Linked DNA regions of Mus musculus: region 2 is linked to region 1. A link is a contact called in public Hi-C data. All regions are on one chromosome and are shown on one strand. Each heading gives the region's core, a stretch centred on a gene start, on an enhancer-like site or on the middle of the called end of the contact. The rest is flanking DNA. Distances are from core to core; before and after follow the strand shown.

Region 1 (6,076 bases), core at 2,603-5,102:
GTGGTGTACGTACAAGCATAACTGGGAAATATGCTAGCTCTATTTCTAGTATTGTGAGAGTCCTCCAGACTGTGTTAGTTTATATTCAGAGTATGACTCTTCTTCCTCCCTCACAGCCACATCAGCATTTGTTATCATTTGTATTCCGACTCTTGACTTTGAACATTTGATCCTCCTGCCTCCATAACAGGGTCCTAAAATGTACAGAAATGCACCATCACACCCTATAGTGTACAGCCATCTATAAACAGTGTTTTTCTTTTATTTTATTTTAAGTGTGTGTGCCTGCGTATATGTAGGTGTGCCACATATATGCAGGTGCTCACAGAAGCCAGAAGAAAGCATTGGATCCCCTGGAATTGGACTTACAGGCAGTTGTGACATGCCATCTCAAAACTGACTTCTGAGAGTATCCTACTTCTGTGGATCTGGATTTTTTACTTGATCTTAGAATTCATTGGGCATTCTTAGTTACTCTTCTGTTGGTACAGAGACCCCTCAATTGAAGTGACTTATAAAAGAGGTCATGTAATTGGGGTCTTGCTTATAGTTCCAGAACATGAGTCCATGACCATCATGGCAGGCGCATGCCAGCAGGCAAATAGGCATGGTGTTGTAGCAGTAGCTAGAGCTTACATCTGATCCACATGCAGCAGGCAAAGAGAAAACTAAGAATGCTGTGAGCTTATGTGACCTCAGAGACCCTACCATAACCCAGTGGCATACCTCTTCCAAGGTCATACCTCCTAGTTCTTCCTAAACAGTCCACCAATTAAAAAGCAATCTTTCCACTTATATGAGCCTATGGTGGTCATTCTCATCCACACCACCACAGGCATCCACAACATTTAACACTACTACCTGCCACCCATGTTTCCTTTGAATCTTTTGCTTTCTTAAGACTTTGTATCCAAGAAACAGCATAGCACCTACTATGCGATTCATATTCCACAGTATTTGTTACATCAGTACATGAATAGTCGAGCCTTTGATCTAATAGATAAACCTTGGTCATATTTAGTTGTTCTTGTAACTAAAATATTTGGACTCATAATATCTGTAAAGTCCAGAAACAAAATAGAAGTTGTTTTCATAGCTATTTCACAGAGCTGAAGCAAATGTATATTTATCCCTGTACCTTTTGATCTTTTCTCTGTACATTTTCTTACTTAACACTATGGGGCCACATATGTATATTGTTATATAAACTACTTCTACTTAATAAAATATCTCTCTTCTCCACTAAAATTCTGTTTGCATGAATTTAATGAGCTTTATATTGGTTTTATAATAAGCAAAATCATAAAGAAAACTAATTCTCCTATTCAATTCATTTTACAATAGGAAGATGGCCAAGTTCTAAAGACCCCTAGGGAGACCAAAATATGTCCACAGCAGCACATTTCTTAGGAGAGCAAAGAATGAATTAAAGCCATTGCAAGCTGACCTGTTTTTCTAGCATACACTCTTTAACCACCGTTAATATGAAATTTTCTGATCAGAAGTCACATTGCTTGTAATGGGATCATGGCTAAATTGGAATTGTTAATAACCATTGGTGCTAACAGAACCCTTGTTTGGGACATTCACTAATACATCCGTTCTGGAACAACATTGCTTCTGCTCAGCCTAACAAGGTATATTTTAGGATAAAAATCCTCCGATTTTTAAAGTACTGGATATCATTATATAATATTTTCTTTTCCTTTTATTCTTTTTCCTTATTATTTACTTCAGTGCTAAGGATTGAGCCAGCACCCTGCCCTCTACCACTAACCCAACCCAAGCCTGTGCTGTGATCTTACTGTGATATTTTCAATTGAGAATGTTGCTAGGAAATAAAGAAACAGAAAGAAAACCAAACGATTCGCAAGCTAAAGCTAGCATCTTCTTCTGTAATGCCAATTTAGGAAAAGTGCTGAATAGATATACTTTTATTAGTCATCCGTGTAAATATCTTCCATGTTTTTAGAAAGTTAACATACAAAGCCTTGAGGGAAATATTGCTTGGTCTTCATTCTTCCTGATCTTTGTTTTTTTTTCATTCCCTTAAAAGTCCAGAAATGTGTCATCTTCTAGAACTGCCTTTCAGCAACTTCAGTACACAGCTTTGGCAAATATCTTGAGCTAATCATTGACTTTACAGACATCCACTGATCTTGAGAAAAGACCTTCCTAAGCTAGCTCTGCAGAGCAGGGCTGTGCTCCTAAGGAGGGGTAACTGAGTCAGCACCTCCAGGGACAGCTTAAGGTCTGACTCTAAGAACGCCATTCATCATTTAGCTCTATGGCATCTCTCATAGTCAATGGACAATTTATATTCTCTGTCCCACTTTTGTTTGTTTGTTTGTTTGTTTCTTTCCTTCTTTCTTTCTTTCTTTCTTTCTGTCTGTCTGTCTTTCTTTCTGTCTTTCTGTCTTTCATTCTTTCATTCTTCCTTTTTTTGTGTGATCCACGATCTGATCATGCTAAATGAAGACTTGGCCTCCTATGTTGTCACAGTTCTATCTGCATTAGCAAGACACCTCTGTAAGAAGGTCAAGACCACAAGGCCTGACCACAATACCTATCTTCCTTTCTGCTATATCCAATTTGACCTTATTACAGCTACATCAGCAACACACTCTTCAAATGCCATGTCTCTGTACATGTTCAGGAAATTGAAGTATTTTCTTTTTCCTCCTGTAATGAACTCTTTTGTCTCCCTCAATAAACCCTGATAAACTGTGACATCTGACAAGCTTTCTTAGACCCCTGTTATAGACATTTCTCCATCAGACTTACCTCTGCTAACACTCTTACTAAAAATGATGGTAGGTAGGTAGATAGATAGATAGATAGATAGATAGATAGATGATAGGTGATTGATAGATGATAGATAGATGATAGGTTAAATAGATGATAGATAGATGATAGATGATGGATGAGAGAGAGAGATAATGGATTAAATAGATGATAGATAGATAGATAGATAGATAGATAGATAGATAGATGATAGATAGATAGATAGATAGATAGATAGATAGATAGACGGATGGATGGATGATAGGTGATTGATAGATGATAGATAGATGATAGGTTAAATAGATGATAGATAGATGATAGATGATGGATGAGAGAGAGAGATAATGGATTAAATAGATGATAGATAGATAGATAGATAGATAGATAGATAGATAGATGATAGATAGATAGATAGATAGATAGATAGACGGATGGATGGATGATAGATGATTGATAGATGATAGATAGATAGGTTAAATAGATGATAGATAGATAATAGATGATGGATGAGAGAGAGAGATAATGGATTAAATAGATGATAGGTAAATAGATGATAGATAGATAGATAGATAGATAGATAGATAGATAGATAGATAGATAGGCAGATAGGCAGATAGGCAGGTAGGCAGGTAGATAGATAGGCAGATAGATGATAAGAATCAGCCTGTATTCAAAATGAGAATGGTCTCTGTGTCTGAACACAGTAGCACATTTGAGAGTGTGGCACCAACAAGGATCTTGAGCAGCTGTAGAGCTCGAATTAGTCCTAAACCTCTGGGAAGATGCTAGAAGAGATTTTTGGAGCCAGACAAAGTGATTGATTTTGCATTTTAAAGTCACCCCCATTCTCTGCCCTTTTGTCTTGGCCTCATTTCAGCCTCCGATCTACTTCCTTTTAAAAGATTAGCTTTTCCCAGGACCCAGTACTTGACCAAGTTTTTTGCTTCCTTATTAACATGTATTACAATACACTGCTTCAGGACTAGTTGGCAGCTACAGTGGCTGCAATTACTGGTAATGGTGCTAGCTATGAGGAAAGCCCTGGATAATGTCTGAAGGCTGCTGACTCATTAGGGGCCAGGCCACGAGGTGAATTACTGAGCCCATCAAGCCTCAACAACCTTTCTAAGGTCAAGGCTATAAGGATTGACACACAGTTGTTGTTTTGCACAGTTGGTGACTAAAGAAAACCAATTTCACTGAGACAATGAGTAATGAAACAGTGTTTTTTAACCCTCTACTTCCTTCCAGAAAGTGTGTAAGGCAGAATTGATAGCAAATAGATCAGAACAGATGAGTTTAGGGTTGAAACATTTGCAAGCTCAAATAATGGACTCTGAAATGAAAATGAAGAAAGGGAAGGAACTTTGAAGAAAAAAAGAAAACCTACAACCTTTTTTTAAGGGTAGAGAAAAGCATGAAGGTTTAAAGATCAACATGAAGGACACAGAAGGATGAAAAGAATGGGAGAGTAAGGGAACAGAACGGGGAAAGTTGGCAGGGAGTGGGGCTGGTAAGGTGCAGAGGAGGGTGACGATGGGTAAAAGAGGAAGTGTGGAGAACTAGATCAACTAGATAGATAGATACATAGATAGATTATCTAGATAGATACAAGATGCAAGGGGACTCTTATTTACACAGTAGAGAATCCTTCATTTAAATAGGGCATAAGTAGGGAAGGCTGAGAGCTTGGGGTGATGGAAAGAGGTCCCTACTCACTGTGATGAATAGGAAGGGAGCTACATGTAATCTGTGACTGTGGGATGCACAAGAAAGAGTCTATTATGCATGGGAGAGTAACCCAACAGCCTCCCTAGAGGAGAAGTTAAAGAAGGTGGCCTGTGTAGGCAGGAGACTGGGACAGGCACACAGGGTAAGAATAAAGGTAAGGATGACCAGATTGGCTTAGAATTGTATGAATCTGGAAGGAACCAAATAGCTGAGGGAACTTGAGGCAGAGAGGAATCATGAAGGTAAAAGACTAGTCAGGAAGCAATGGACAAGACGGGATCCAGAGGACCAGGATGGGAGAGAGGTCTGCGGACAGAGCTTTACTTTCTGAAGTCTGTTGTGTCCTGGAAACTAAAGTAGGTTGAGGTTAGGAAAACCCCATTAGGTAAAAAGAACCAGTCCAAGAATTCAGCTAAGTAAACTGAAGGTAACTGTAATTCAGCCATACCTCTTCCGGTTCCGCAAACAGTTGACATAATATAAACAAAGGGAAGGGACTTAAGCACAGAGAGTTGGAAAGAGGAATAGGATAGGACACATAATCCTTCCATTTGGTCTCCAAGGACTTTTGAACTTAAGTAAACCTTCCAAATCAATTTAAATTTTCCTCGTGTGGAGCAAGTTGTTTAAATTTTTCATTCATTTTACTTTTATCTCAGCTTCCCCGAATGATGTTCCTGACTACATAAGAAACTGAGGGTGCATTAATATTATGTCAGAAGTTAATGTTGAAAGAAGTAAGGCTGTGTTTTTACTCTGGATGTCTAAAAGAAAAAAATTTGAGCATTCCCCATGAGTATGTAACTTTGCAGTTTGCCCTCTCATCTTCCCTATTGCTCCCAGGCAAGGGCCAACTTTTCTAGCCTTTGAGACAGGGCCCATTGCCATGCTGCTTCCGGGAGTTGAATCAACTGGTAAGTCTGACACTGAATTATTATGCTACGTGCCTACCAAAAGAATAGAATTTTAGGAACAGAAATAGGAACTAGGAATCAGGGGCCCTGACTTAGGGACACTGCTGATGTCACGTAAACTTTGTTAACAGCCCGAAACCAGGAAGTAATTGTGATGGTTGACCTCTCTATGGGAACAAACAATAGACCTATCTACAGAATTCTTTTAAAGGCAGTCAAGCTGAGCTGGCTAGAACATGTCTAGAGACAGATTTTTGGGACATTGTTCCATTGTTGGTAACTTCAGTTTACTTATCTGTATATTTGGCAACTCTTGATTTGTAGGGCCTTGATTTGTAGAGTTCTTGAGGCAGGCAGCCATACCTTTTCTTATAGAAAGAATAATTCAAGTTTTTTTTTTTTCCCAAAAGGAAGCCTTGCTTTCCTAAGCATTTGTAAGACATAAATATAATTATCTATTTATTACTAACACCTTTATGACTCTGACCTTTCCCCTTTCTCTAGAGACCACCCCACTGTGGAAGGTACAGACCCAGAGCTCAGTCAAAGTATGAGGCTGATCTTGACCCACAAGTGGCTACTTCACGTTATGCCACTCTGATCATTCAGAACTCTCATTGATTATTCACTGAAAATTTGACAGTACT
Region 2 (6,076 bases), core at 2,652-5,151, 110 kb before region 1:
GAAGAAGTCATTAATAGTCTCCCAACCAAAGCAAGCCCAGGACCTGATGATTTTAGTGCAGAATTCTATCAGACCTTTAAAGAAGACCTAATACCAATACTCTTCAAACTATTCTACAAAGTAGAAACAGAAAGAACACTACCCAGTTCACTCTATGAAGCCACAGTTACACTGAGTATTCTCCCTTGTAGATGTAACAGTTTCTGTATAATCAGGGTCCTGTCACAATTTCCTTTCATAGAAGACTTCACAAGAGATTTTTTTCTACTTCTATCAAGTTTAATGTTTCAAATAGATTTTAAAAACTGAAAAACAGAAAAAATAAAAAGTAAAAAATAAAAGGAGCTAAAGTTCCAAAGAGAGTGCCATGATATTTAGGGCTCTAAAAAGAAGAAAGGGAAATTTTGGAAGTCGAACTTGTTCAACCTTGCCCTCCATAGATGACATGAACTATCAAGAAAAAAGCCCATCATAAAAAATAACTTGTTAGTGAGACATTTTAAATTCTAACCTAGAGGGCATGTCAGGCGCTCAGTTTATTACAAAATGCCCTGAATGGGGTGATGGCTTTCATGACTTATTAACAGTCTTTGACAGTGTTTAGCCCTGTTTGTGTGAAATTTCTGGCTGGTAAATTATTATCACAAGCAAATTCTTGTGTCGGGTGGCCCAGGAAGAATGCAGGAGAATTCTGCAGTTTGTGCTCACTCCAGGTCTCCTTGTTAACCTCTGTAATTCTGACCTCCTGTTGCAAATATCAGATTAACAGATTTGTTTTTTTGCATACAAGTTGACAAATGGTACCAAGAGTGCTCCAAGTGCCAGAGACAAATACTCTTGAGCCTGAATGAATGTAGCCTCTACTTCATAGTGGAACACAATTTAGACTATTACTCATCTGTTGGGAGAGCCTGCTCAATTCTGTGTTCTTAGGGATTTCCAGCTGAACTGTGAAGATTTTGCCCAAGGAATACCCATCTATTAAGTCCTACTGAAACATAGCTAGCAACATACTTTGATGTGTTACACTGCAAATTTCAATTTTATATGCCCTAACTTTAAAAATTATACATATATACATATAATTGAGAAGAAAAATGAAAAATTCATAAATAGGAATTTAAAATAGCTAAGATGTGAGCAAACATTGACTTTATTACATCAAAGAATTGAGTTTATTGTAATCAGATTGCAAATGTCAGAAAGACAGTGCTGACAAAGGAAACATTGTTTCATATCACACAGAAGGCTAGAGGGTGTGTTGCTATCCATTAGGCAGAAGACAGTTTAGTCTTAGAATTTCCCAGGCCCAGTGATTCTCTTTTGAATGCACATGATGTTGATAATGAGGCCAGTGGCAAGCTAGATGAGGTCAGAGTGGATGCAACAGCAAGTGATGTAACCATCATCCTACTGTTTGTTACTGCCTCGTGAACTAAGGCAGGTTAGTGCCTCAATTATCTGTCAAATGAAGATAATAATAGTATCTAGCCTTCTACATCACTTAGAACATTAGATCATTTATATAAAGTACTGGGAAGGCTGCCTGGTGTAAAGTAAGGAATTATGTTAGCTGTTGTCATATTATAAAAATTTGAGAAAAATCTTAACCATTTTTTAAAAAATGACAGCATATATACTTAGTCATCAAAATAATGGTTTTAAATAATATTTGACCCTGTGGAGATCATCATAATAATTGAATTAAGTATCAGATTGTGTGTTCAGTGGTGAGCCCAGTTTCTTTGGGAGGAATGGGTAGGGATAGTAGATGTCAAGAGAAGAGACCCTAATTTGATTTTATGTTATAGCAGCATAGAAAAAAAAAGGCCCAAAACAGGACAAAATATTAAATTGGTTTTTTCAATATGATGAGAGCATGAGTGATTTATATTTTTCCCACATTTCACTTGTTCATGTTTTGCAATGATATTTTATTAAATACCATATATCATAGAATTTCTATATTCTTGCCTCTCATCTTTACAGATTTTGTTGGACATGTTTTAGTTTCCTCTTCTTTTCAAAGCTACTGTAATTTCACTTCCTCAGGATCTTCACCCACACACAATCTGTTGGGTTTTTCTTGTACCTAACTTGCTTTTTTGTGTACAGACCGGTCCCAAGGTTGTGCTTGTGTGTGTGTGTGTGTGTGTGTGTGTGTGTGTGTGTGTGCACGTGCGCGCACTCACGTGCACCCATATGCATGTGTCTGTCTGTCTCTGTCTATGTTGCTGTTCTGGAGTTGGAGCACAAAGCTTCAAATGTTCTACCCATGAGCTCAATGCCTAACCTCTCTGGAAAAATAAAACAAGTGGAAAGTTTTTTGTGCTCGGCTACCCATTCTAAGGGTACCCATTCTGAATGCTGGAATGCATTATTGCCTGCTTTTTCTTACTGAAGCTCTCAGGGATTGCACCCTACATTACCTTATAGCCTTCAAGTTTGTTTTTAGCACAGTGTTACTCAAATACACATAGAGCACAAGAACATAGGATGGTACTCTGCTCTGTGGCTGATGTTCTCAGGAGTGATTGATGAGTTGTGGGTTTGTTCATCCACTTTGTACATGCTTCTTATTTTCAAGATTAGAATATTATGTCTTTTGGTTCTCTTAGTATTAGGTTATTGGCTTGAAAATCTTATCTAGATTTTCCTTCCCCAGATCTAAAATCTGAACTGTTCAGTTGCAGAGGATGGTATAGTTGGCAGTGTACTTACAATAGGGGTGTAGTAATTACTAACAAATCCTAGCTGTTATCCATAAAACATTGCTTGTTTGATATAGATAGTTTAACACACTTATCAGAGGATGTATTTAAAGTTTATACATTTATTAGAAGTTAGTAGTTCTCACATTTTCTGGAAAGGATGAAAACCCCAGAAAGTGTTTTATTTAACTGCTCTTATAGTCTCAACCAGCGGTTCTAAAATAGGACTCACACACCTTACCAGCTGTAAGAAGAGAAATTTAGAATGGCTATATCATCTTTGATTTCTGTTTTATATATCACATAAGGGGTATATAATGAACAAGACATGGGTTTTGTTGTCACTGCCATGTGCTGAAAAATAGGATTTTAAACTCAGATACTTCTGCTGATGTGGAATATGCTTAAGTACAGATCTGAATAGTGACAGTCACTACTGTTCTATTACCTACGGTTGGTTTCTGTTGTTTAACAATAAGTTAAAATCTATTTGAGGCTGGAGAGATGGCTCAGTGGTTAAGAGTGCTTGCTGTTCTTACAGATAACCTATGTAGGGTTCCTAGCAGCCAAGTCAGGCTTCTCATGAACACTTCTAACTACAGTTCCAAGTGATCCAACACTGTATACTGGCCTCAGGTGCCTGTCTCACTTATACATACCCCCTCACACACACACACACACACACACACACACACACACACACACACACCACTAGGTAATTTAAAAAAAAATTAAATTCCATGTCCAGTCCCAGCTAGGAGTTGTGGTGCATGTTCCTGTGTGTCTTACTTTTCCATTGCAGTGAAGAGACAAACAACTTATAAAAGAGTTTATTGGTGCTTATTATCATCATGGTGGGTAGCACAGCAGCAGGCATGGTGCTAGAGCAGTAGCTGAGAGCTTGCAACCTGATCCACAGGCATGAGGCAGAGAGATAAGTAGGAATTACATTTACTTTTGAAACCTCAAAGCCCACCCCAGTGACACACCTCCTCCACTGGGGCCCCACCCCTAATCCTTCCCAGACAGTTTGATCAAGTGGGACCAAGCCTTCAAATATGTGAACCAATGGGGGCATACTACCCCATTGTGTAAACCTGTCTTTTACTGCACAGCATTGGAAACAGTCTATGCCATTTTGGGATTCACAGTCTGGTTAAAAAGTGTATAGAAGAAGGAAGTAGAAAATGCCATGTCATGCAAGGATGCACTAGGAAACTGGCAGTGTGATTTTGTTCATTGAAAATTGTTAAAGTATGATGTGTAGGGCATAATACAGAGTCACATATTCTACGGCTACATTAAACTCTTATCTCGAAATAGTTTCTTGATAAGCATGTGAGTTTTCATGCTCTTATCTCCCGATTACTGGTGTTAACTGGATGAATGTTTGTTGTTACTCAGTATAGTATTTGCCAGTTCCCTAAATGGCATTCTTATAATTCCTTTAAATGATGAGAGACAACAGCATAGTAGTCCTGATGGGAAAGTAAAGTTTTGCGACAGCATGCCTTTGAAACAGTGATAATATAGAGAAGTAATTTAAAATCAGCATATTTTCATGTTAGGTTTGTAATGACAATGTACTATAAATAGGGTGGCTTAAAACAACAAACATAGGGGCTGGAGAGATGACTCAGTGGTTAAGAGTGCTTGTTGCTCTTGCAGAGAACCCAAGTCAAATCCCAATACCCAGATGGAGGCTCAAACCTATAACTGAAGATCTCGGAGCTCTGACAGCCTCTTCTGGCCTTTAAGAACACAGAGAACATGGTACACATGCATACATGTAGGCAAAGTACTTAGTATACATAAAATACAATATTTACAAAACAGAAAAATGTATTTACTTACAGTTCTGAAAGCACATTTCCTCCAATCTGCCCATCAGCAAGGACGCATCCCCTCTGACACCTGTAGAGAAATTCCTCTTTGCTGCTTCTACTTCTGGTCACTTGCCCTTCCTTAGCTTGTAGTAGTATCACTCTAAGCTCAGGCCCTGTCTTTACCTAGCATCTTCTTCCTGTGTTTTAATGCATAGTCATTTATAAAGAAGCCATTGTATTGGTCAGGGCTCCACACACTGAAGAGTGACCAAATCTTAACTAGTTGTGGTTTTGGTGACCTACCTTCCAAATAAAGCCCCTGTATGATGGACTGAAGATTGTGAGTTAAGGCTGTGGTTTTATGGTGATTCTATTCAAGTCAGAACACCGAAGAATATATAAGTCTTTGGACAAATGTCTCAAGACTACATAAGGTGTTAACTGATGTCCTCTCAGTGAATATTCAAAAGCCATGTAAATTGGGTGTGGGACAACTGGAAGAAAAGAATGATCCTTGGGTGTTTTGTCATTTGGCTACTTCTCTTTGTGACTACTAGTTTCTCAGGGATGGCTGGAGATCTATATAAACACAGTTACATTTTGTGTGATTTGTGGTCTTTCTGATGAAACTCCATATGTGGGTCAGGATGTTACTGAAGACAAACTGGGGTTTGGGTTTTGAAACTGCCTCACAACAGCTTCCAAACCTCGATGGCTTTAGATTCACAAGCATTTATGTCACAATGACCAGGCTGCAGGTTGACTGCGGTTTGGCTGCTCTCTGCTGAGCTTGGCAGTGCTGAGGGCCAGATCTGTTCTCCATGTCATAAAGCTGATGAAGGAACATCAGGTACCCAAAGCTGGTTCATTAGGTAGAGAGCCGCAACTCACCAGACTTGGTGCTCTGGGTCAGAATAAGTAACTTTATTAGTACTCACAGTCTATTCTGCTGCTCAGACATCACGTGACAAACTTAGTGGGTAACAGCTGGTTATTGTTGGTTGTCAGTGCAGCAAAATCCGTAACTGTCTGGGAAGCCTCAGTGGGGGATTAGGTTGTCCTGTGAGTTAATTGAGTTAGGAAGACACACCCTGAATGTGGGAAGCACCCTTTTAAGCATGGGGCACTGGACTGAATGAAAAGAAGGAGCAGTTTCTGCTCATGACCATGGATGCAGTATAGTCAGTTGCCTACTGACACTGACTTCTCAGAAATAGACCATGACTTGGAACTGTGAGTCCAAACAAACTGCTTCTCCCTTAAGTTTCTTGTGTCAGAATGTCTTATCAAAGTAACAGAAAGAAGGAAAGAAAGAAAGAAAGAAAGAAAGAAAGAAAGAAAGGAAGGAAGGAAGGAAGGAAGAAAGAAAGAAGAAAGAAAGAAAGAAAGAAAGAAAGAAAGAAAGAAAGAAAGAAAGAAAGGAAAGAAAGGAAAGAAAGAAAGAAGAATAGGGAGGGAGGGAGGGAGGGAGGGAGGGAAGGAAGGAAGGAAGGAAGGAAGGAAGGAAGGAAGGAAGGAAGAAAGAAAGGACCCTGTACT

What was found. A called contact is a pair of places that touch in the nucleus more often than the background predicts.
Region 2: a contact with region 1 is called in a Hi-C map of the MNK3 cell line, with 4 times the contacts expected there. The contact joins two enhancer-like sites. A contact is called at or near these places in 3 of 484 Hi-C or Micro-C datasets (the MNK3 cell line, bone marrow-derived macrophages and embryonic stem cells) and 1 of 9 other capture datasets (adipose tissue).

What each region holds. Positions count from the first base shown.
Region 1 is chr10:30,676,022-30,682,097 of GRCm38.p6, reverse strand. All of the region lies in intron 10 of Ncoa7 (nuclear receptor coactivator 7), which reads left to right. Among named protein-coding and RNA genes, the nearest start is that of Hint3, 61 kb to the right of the region's middle. Within about 2 kb of position 3,852, at least 15 of the 459 cell types and tissues checked have an H3K27ac peak or open chromatin away from gene starts, as enhancers often do. A contact at or near this core is called in the MNK3 cell line, where this site is marked.
Region 2 is chr10:30,785,751-30,791,826 of GRCm38.p6, reverse strand. The region is part of intron 1 of Ncoa7 (nuclear receptor coactivator 7); the gene reads left to right. Among named protein-coding and RNA genes, the nearest start is that of Ncoa7, 15 kb to the left of the region's middle. Within about 2 kb of position 3,901, at least 26 of the 459 cell types and tissues checked have an H3K27ac peak or open chromatin away from gene starts, as enhancers often do. A contact at or near this core is called in the MNK3 cell line, where this site is marked.